2 separate regions of the Sus scrofa genome follow, and region 2 is linked to region 1. The links are chromatin contacts, called in public Hi-C maps. All regions are on one chromosome and are shown on one strand. Each heading gives the region's core, a stretch centred on a gene start, on an enhancer-like site or on the middle of the called end of the contact. The rest is flanking DNA. Distances are from core to core; before and after follow the strand shown. Region 1 overlaps EFR3B (protein EFR3 homolog B). Region 2 has its middle 7.0 kb from the start of DNAJC27.

Region 1 (4,314 bases), core at 46-2,545:
GTTGAATTGGAGTCATGGCCACCGGCCTACGCCACAGCCACAGCAACACGGAATCCAAGCTGCATCTGCGACCTACACCCTAGCTCATGGCAACGGTGAATCCTTAACCCGTTGATCAAGGCCAGGGATCAAAACTGCGTCCTCATGGATGCTAGTTGGGCTCATTACCACTGAGCCCCAACAGGAGCTCCAACATCTCTTCCTTCATGAGCTATCCCAGCATCCTTCTGTAGGGAGGGTTTCACCGTGATTTCACAGAGTGTAAATGAGGGAAAGGAAGGGGTGGGGTGGGATTTGGCAAGAGAAGAAAATAGAAGGCCTCTCAAATCCCAGAGCTGAGATTGCTGCTTTTCCTTTTCCTGTAAAAAAATTCCCAGAAAAATCCCGATAAGGAAAACCATCCTTTGCTAGCCAGGAAAAAAAAAAAAAAAAAAAAAAATTGGCTTCCGACCAGGAGTGGAAATTTTGATGGAAAGTGAAAATTACAGTGGAAGTGAAACTGAAAAGTGAAGAAGTTTAAGGCCTGGTTCTTGGCTTACTCTTTCCTTCAACCCCCATCTTCAATTCTCACACTAGGGATGGAAAGATCGAACTTGTGACCTTGGAGCTTTTCAAAGTGTCTTCGAAGCTTAGAAGTCAGTGGGACCCTGGAACCTTCCTGGATATGCCTTACCCGTTAAATCTAGACTCTCAAAGGGAACAGAGCATGGACTTTTCCAGGTGATGGCCACTCAAGAGGACTGGGGCCAGACGGGTCAGTCTCACCCGAGATCTGACCTATGTGTGGTGTCCTGAAAGGGGCCCAGTGTAATAATAGATCAGAGAAACTGGCCTGACTGGGTCATTGGAGCCCGAAGGAGCTGGTTAGGACTGGTCCACCACAGAAGCCCCAGGAAAAAGCAAGAGCAGATTAGAGACCACAGCCGCAGCTGAGGACTGAGGGTCTTGGATGTATTAGTAGGGCTTCCTAGCAGGTGAAGAAGGCAGAACCCAAGGAATCCGGGATGGGCTAGGGTTCATGGGCAGCAGCTAAGATCAGAAGAAGCCACTTGGCAGGTTATAACACCAGGAACTGAGAGTCACAGGCCAACGAAGGCAGAAGGCGAGTTATAGCAACTGAGGCAAAGCTGCAGGGGGCCTGGTGCTCAGGAGCCAGGCAGGAAGTACTTTGTCTTGAATTCCAGAAGAGGCAGCTGGCTCTGCTGCCACACCTTCCACTCAGTCAGGAGTGGCCCTGGGAGCCTCCAGGAAAAGAGGAGCTGGCAAAGCCTGGGGACCAGACTTGGTTGGAGAGGAAAGCAGGTCCAGGACCAGAGGTGGGGACCAGCAGGCAGAGAGAAGAGGGGGCAGCTTTAGCAGGGCCAGTCCCTGCCTGCGAATCACTCCAAGAGCAGCAGCCCTGACAAAGAACTTCTTATTCTGGGCAATTTGAATGTATTTAGTCATGTCCCTACTGCTGGACAGAACCTTCTGGGTTTGAGGAACCCAGAAGTAGGGGCGGACCTCAGCCAAGGGAGGAAGGATGACCCTCTCATTTATCTCCTATCTCTGTCCTCCAACCAGGTTCAAGGTCCCTCTGGGGCCTGTGTATCTCAGGAGCCTCCGCCCCTGCCGCAGGTCAGCTCCAGGGCCAGGCTTCTTGGGGAGCAGCCCACCCCTTGTTAACACAGGCATCTCCACCCTCTGGGGCTCCAGGCCTGGGGGAACCTGACAGATCCAAACATGGACTTGTGCACGCGGTCACTGCCAGCCGACCCTGCGTCTCACCCAGCACTGCGGCTACCTCCCTTGTGCTCTGGTTTCTAGGGGTGTTCTAGCAGCTGGGTTGAACCGGAAGGGAAACGGACAAAGAAGAAGGACAAAACTCTGAGGAATTCTCACTCTTGGCTGCTCTGCCCCTCAGAGCCCACGACGAGGAGCGATACCTTGAAATTCGCATCTTATCCTCTCCCTGCCCACATCTGGTTATCACTGCTGCTGCTAAGCACACCCAAGCACATATGGCTGGAATGGGCAATGCTGCAGGGAGGCCGTGGGACAGAGGAGGGCGGATCTGCCACGGAGTCCGAAGCCCAAGGTTCATGTCCGTATGGTCAATCCATAAGCACAGACACCTGCATGATGGCAGGGAGACAGCACCTCAGACTGTCTGCATGGAAATTTTTTTTTTTGGCCACACCCATGCCATGCGGAAGTTCCCGGGCCAGGGATCAAATCTCCGTCAACACAGTAGCAACACAAGCCATAGCACTGACAACACTGGGTCCTTAACCCACTGCACCACAGGGGAACTCCTGCATGTGAGTGTTTTGCTCTTTCAAAGCTGCCATCAATGGTGAGGTCCATGGTGGTGGGTAAGGAGAGATGGGGAGGCGGGAACAGGAGAACAGATCGAACAGATTTTCTTCTCCAAAAAATGTTTTCCTTTTCTTTTCAGGGCGCACCTATGGCATATGGAAGTTCCCAGGCTAAGGGTTGAATCAGAGCTGCAACTGCCAGTTTACACCAGAGCCACAGCAACATGGGACCTGAGCCCCATCTCTGACCTAAGCCTCAGCTGAGGCAAGACCAGATCCTAAACCCACTGAGCAAGGCCAGGGATCCAACCTGCCTTCTCACAGACACTCTATATCAGGTGCTTAACCCTCAGAGCCACAATGGGAACTCCCTCTGCAAATGTTTATGACTAGAGTTCCCAGCGAGGCTGTCAAGGTTTTAAATACTGAGACTTCAATGGCTATTTTTAACAGAATGATACCAATTTTGAACTGCAGTTCTAAGCGCAATGGAATATTTCTAAGTGGCTCTGCTGGCTCCACGAGGTTTTTACTGAGAGAGCCATCACTTCGGAGAGGGCAGGCAAAATTAGTATTAAGTGCTGAACGTTATTGCTAGCATATTAGTTTCGGATTCAGTCTAGGATAAAGACATTTTTGCTTGCTTGACCCTGTTTTATAATATGTCAAGGCAATTTATATAATCAGCATGTTCGGTATATTCGCGCCCTTTTTATTGAGCATATTACCAAATTTTATTATATAAGGAGATCATTGAAATGAATTTGGGGGGGCCTGGTTTTACACTAGGGATAGCTTTTTTTTTTTTTTAATGGCTGCATATGTGGCATATGGACATTCCCAGGCTAGGGGTCAAATTGGAGCTACAGCTGCCGGTTTATACCACAGCCACAGCAACACGGGATCCAAGCTGCATCTGCGACCTACACCACAGCTCACGGCAATGCCCCCGGATCCTTAACCCACTGCGTGGGGCCAGGGATTGAACCCTCACCCTCACAGAGACTAGTTGGGTTCATAACTCTCTGAGCCACAATGGGAACCCTTCCACCAGGGATAGCTTTGAAGCGTGGCTGCGGGTCCTGTGGAAGTGTGGACCTCTGTGTGCTGTCGGCACAATGCAAACCTCTATTCTGTGGTTCTCACTCCACCTTCCTCACCCAGAGGACGGGGTCTTGGCGGACAGTGGGGCTGATGGGCTTTGGTTGGCGGTGGTGGGGAGCAAAGGGGGTCCGGGGTTGAGAGCACTGCAATGGCTGAGGGGCCAGATTGTCAGCTAGTCCGTCTGGAGGGGGTCTAGTGCAGGTGTGGCGGGTGCCGGTGGGTGGAAGGCAAGTTAGGGGCAGGGAGGGGAAGCCCTCAGAAATCAAGCTGAGGGGCTGCAATTGCACGGTCAAGGACTCAGGGAAGTAGAGCTTCAGGCCTGTGCTGTGAAAAATCAGAGCCGAGCGGTATGGCTCTGGAAGGGCCGGAACAGGTGAGATGGGAGGCAGGGAGGCAATTTCCAAGGCCACTGCCACCATTTAGAGTCTGCACCTGAGAAAGGTAGGAGCAGAGGAAGGTAGAGGATGGAGAGAAAAGGCTTTGTGGAGAATGGAACCAGTGGGACTTAGGAGCAGGTGCCCTAGATCCACCCTGCCCTCTGCCCCATTGGCAGTGCCACCAGGGGCGTCTTAGATTCTCTTCAGCCAGACTGTGGCAGCATGGTGGGGCGGCAAACTGGTATGTGCTGCAGGTGACTTTTTTCACCAAAGAAATAATGCATGCTCAATAGAGAATATTTAGGAAACCCACAAAAAAGGGAGCTTAGAACACAAAACAAAACCCCTAGCAACATGGCTCACAAAATGATTACTCGGTATCTTGGCATATTTGTTTTTACTATATTTTCTAGGCATTGAGATTTCTTGTTTTTAGCTTGATTTAAATACTGTGTATATAATTACATATTCTATTTTTCATTTACATAAGGCATTTTCCATATTACATGGAAAGCATGTGTATAAATACCCTTTTA
Region 2 (4,245 bases), core at 1,069-3,568, 93 kb after region 1:
TCTTCCCTTCCCTGCTTTCTCTCTTCCACTTGTTATTAGGCTCTTGGATGCCATTAATGGCCACTGGGTACATAAATGGAAACACCGGCTTGCGCCAAAATCTCTCCTCCCTGGTAACCAGACCTGCATGGCCTGACCCCTGGAGAACTGGGGAAGCGCATTCTAGGCAGAGGGAAACTAAGCACAAAGTCCATGAGGTTCAGATGAACTTGGCATTCAAAGAACGGGAGGGAGATGGCAACTGAGCTCTTTCGGTAATTCACCTGGTAGCCCAGGATGTCTCCCAAGGAGTCGGCACCTTGCTCTGAGTTCAAATTCCTCGGTGGGGTAAATGGCAGTCTTCTACCTGTCTGTCGCTGACTGTCACTCGCCACAGACTCTTTATCGCTACATCCCACTTCTTGTTGACATCCCTGTTTCACTGGCTTGGCACTTTGAAGATGGCTCAATGCCGTGGCTGGCAAACTGGTGCTAGATGTCACCGGGGAGCTCAGCTGTGGTTGCGGACGGGGGTGGGGGGGCCTCTCCACGAATTCCTGGGGCTTCCTCACAGTTTGATGTCTGGGTTCCAAAACTGAGTGTTCCCAGAGAACTAGAAAGAAATCATCTTGTTTTTTGTTTTTGTTTTTTTGCTTTTTAGGGCCGCACCCGCAGCATATGGAGGTTCCCAGGCTAGAGGTCTAATCGGAGCTACAGCTGCCAGCCTACACCACAGCCACAGCAATGCAGGATCTAAGCCACATCTGTGAACTACACCATAGCTCTCGGCAACACCAGATCCTTAACCCACTGAGCGAGGCCAGGGATCGAACCCACAACTCCATGGTTCCTTGTTGGATTCCTTTCTGCTACGCCAAGAAGGGGACTCCAAAATCACCCAGTTTTTTATCACCTAGTTTTGAAAATGTCATAATGCCACTTACACCATAGTCATAAGGCCACCCAGATTCAAGGGAGAGAAGAGAGAGACCCCCTCCCCAAATGCCTCTCAAAGGGAGCAATGGCAGTCTCATTATAAGACTATCAAATGGGAGCCTCGAAGACTATGCTAAGTGAAACAAACCAGTCACCAAAGACACATACTGTGTGATTCCACTCATTTGAGGTGCCAAGAGCAGTCAAATTCATAGAGACAGAAGTGGAATGTTGGCTGCCAGGAGGAGGGGAGGGAGGAGGGGGAATTGGTGTTTAATGGGCACAGAATATGAGTTTGGGAAGATGAAAACGTTCTGGATATGGATACTAGCCATGGTTGCACAACAGTGTGAATGCGCGTTACTCCACTGAATGGTACACTTTAAAATGACTAAAATGATAAATGTTATGTATATTTTATTTTTCTTTTTCAGGCTGCACTTGAGGCATATGGAAGTTCCCAGGTCAGAGATCAAATTGGAGCTGCAGCTGCCAGCCTATGGCCGATTGTGGCAACACCAGATCCTTAGCCCACTGAGCGAGACCAGGGATCAAACCCAAATCCTCATGGATATTAGTTGGGTTCTTAACCCACCAAGCCACAATGGGAACTCTGCTGTATATTTGAGTTTTACCAAAACCCTCATATGGGATGGCAGATATTGTTTCAGCCACACGGTCCTCCGGTTGATGGTAGAGAGAGTGTGCAGATGTCTATATGGTAGCAGAATATTCACGTCCTTTGATAGGGGTTGTGCCTGATCAGAACTGAAATCCTGGACACTGGAAGTTCCCCTGTGGTGCAGCGAGTTAAAGATCTGGCATTGCCATAGCTTTGGCGCAGGTCACAACTTTGGCGTGAGTTCAATCCCTGGCCGGAGAACTTCCACATGCCATGAGCATGGCAAAAAAAATAAAAAGGAAAAACATCCTGTGCACTAATACAGAGGAGAGAAAGAGCTAATCTGAGTTAGTATGTTGCAAGGACCTTGTATTGCGCAGGAGAAACGCATCCCACGCCAGGCACCTGCCCAGGTCTTTGACGTGCCCCCATCCTCTGCCAGATTGTTATTACGCTTCAGAATCCCCTCATAGTTGTTCTGCATTTTTTTTTCCGAGTGTATAGTTATCACTGGGAGAATTGGCCTGAAGGAACTTTCACTGCCAAACCGGAAACAGAGCTTCTCAGGAAATTGAATCTGTAGGTGAAAACCATTCCGTGTTTATATTAGTTTTCTGTTGCTGTCTAACAACTTAACAGCGTCAAACAACAGACATTTAATATCTCACAGTTCTGTGGGTCAGAAGTCCCGGTCTGGAATAGCTGGTTCTCTGGATCAGAAACCTCACAAGGCTGCCATCAAGGTATCCCAGAGCTGTGTTCTCCTCGAGACCTCAGGAGTTCTTTCCCACCTTAAGCAAGTTTGGGGCAGAATTCATTTACTTGAGGTTGTAGGATTGAGGTGCGTATTTTCTTGCCAGCTCTTGGCTGGCAGTTTCTCTCAGCTCTGAGAGCCCAGTAGGGTCCTTGCTATGTGGCCCCTTCCATCTTCAAAGCCAGCAGAGGAGAAGCTCCTTCTCATTGAATCCCTCTCACTCTTCCAATGTCTTGCCAGAAAAAGGCAACAGCATTTAAGAACTTAGGAATCAAAAGTCTGGCCCAGGGAGGACAATCTCCTTCCTTAAGACAGCTGATTTGGGGTAGGTCTCATTGTGGCTCAGTGGGTTACAATCCTGACTAGTATCCATGAGGATGCAGGTTCAATCCCTGGTCTTACTCAGTGGGTTAAGGATCCAGTCTTTTTTTTTTATTTTTTTTATTTTTTTATTTTCCCACTGTACAGCAAGGGGGTCAGGTTATCCTTAGATGTATACATTGCAGTTACAGTTTTTTCCCCCACCCTTTCTTCTGTTGTGACATGAGTATCTAGACATAGTTCTCAATGCTATTCAGCAGGATCTCCTTGTAAATCTATTCTAGGTTGTGTCTGATAAGCCCAAGCTCCCGATCCCTCCCACTCCCTCCCCCTCCCATCAGGCAACCACAAGTCTCTTCTCCAAGTCCATGATTTTCTTTTCTGAGGAGATGTTCATTTGTGCTGGATATTAGATTCCAGTTATAAGTGATATCATATGGTATTTGTCTTTGTCTTTCTGGCTCATTTCACTCAGGATGAGATTCTCTAGTTCCATCCATGTTGCTGCAAATGGCATTATGTCATCCTTTTTTATGGCTGAGTAGTATTCCATTGTGTATATATACCACATCTTCCGAATCCAATCCTCTGTCGATGGACATTTGGATTGTTTCCATGTCCTGGCTATTGTGAATAGGGCTGCCATGAACATGCGGGTGCATGTGTCTCTTTTAAGTAGAGCTTTGTCCGGATAGATGCCCAAGAGTGGGATTGCAGGGTCATATGGAAGTTCTATGTATAGATTTCTAAGGTATCTCCAAACTGTTCTCCATAGTGGCTGTACCAGTTTACATTCCCACCAGCAGTGCAGGAGGGTTCCCTTTTCTCCACACCCCCTCCAGCACTTGTTATTTGTGGATTTATTAATGATGGCCATTCTGACTGGTGTGAGGTGGTATCTCATGGTAGTTTTGATTTGCATTTCTCTTATAATCAGCGATGTTGAGCATTTTTTCATGTGTTTGTTGGCCATCTGTATGTCTTCTTTGGAGAAATGTCTATTCAGGTCTTTTGCCCATTTTTCCATTGATTGATTGGTTTTTTTGCTGTTGAGTTGTATAAGTTGCTTATATATTCTAGAGATTAAGCCCTTGTCAGTTGCATCATTTGAAACTGTTTTCTCCCATTCTGTAAGTTGTCTTTTTGTTTTCTTTTGGGTTTCCTTTGCTGTGCAAAAGCTTTTCAGTTTGATGAGGTCCCATGGGTTTATTTTTGCTCTAATTTCTATTGTTTTGGGAGACTGACCTGAGAAAATATTCATGATGTTGATGTCAGAGAGTGTTTTGCCTGTGTTTTCTTCTAGGAGTTTGATGGTGTCCTGTCGTATATTTAAGTCTTTCAGCCATTTGGAGTTTATTTTTGTGCATGGTGTGAGGGTGTGTTCTAGTTTCATTGCTTTGCATACAGCTGTCCAGGTTTCCCAGCAATGCTTGCTGAATAGACTTTCCTTTTCCCATTTGATGTTCTTGCCTCCCTTGTCAAAGATTAATTGACCATAGGTGTCAGGGTTTATTTCCCGGTTCTCTATTCTGTTCCATTGGTCTGTCTGTCTGTTTTGATACCAGTACCACACTGTTTTGATGACTGTGGCTTTGTAGTATTTCTTGAAGTCTGGGAGAGTTATGCCTCCTGC

Evidence for each region. Hi-C and Micro-C count contacts between places; a contact is called where the count stands out from the background.
Region 2: a contact with region 1 is called in a Hi-C map of omental adipose tissue, with 2.1 times the contacts expected there. The contact joins two enhancer-like sites. A contact is called at or near these places in 4 of 47 Hi-C or Micro-C datasets (embryonic fibroblasts, fetal heart ventricle, liver and 1 more) and 1 of 2 datasets of contacts at active chromatin or transcription factors (skeletal muscle).

The regions. Positions count from the first base shown.
Region 1 is chr3:113,715,631-113,719,944 of Sscrofa11.1, forward strand. The region is part of intron 3 of EFR3B (protein EFR3 homolog B); the gene reads right to left. Among named protein-coding and RNA genes, the nearest start is that of EFR3B, 41 kb to the right of the region's middle. Within about 2 kb of position 1,296, at least 5 of the 83 cell types and tissues checked have an H3K27ac peak or open chromatin away from gene starts, as enhancers often do. A contact at or near this core is called in omental adipose tissue, where this site is marked.
Region 2 is chr3:113,807,608-113,811,852 of Sscrofa11.1, forward strand. No RefSeq gene overlaps it. Among named protein-coding and RNA genes, the nearest start is that of DNAJC27, 7.0 kb to the right of the region's middle. Within about 2 kb of position 2,319, at least 1 of the 83 cell types and tissues checked has an H3K27ac peak or open chromatin away from gene starts, as enhancers often do. A contact at or near this core is called in omental adipose tissue, where this site is marked.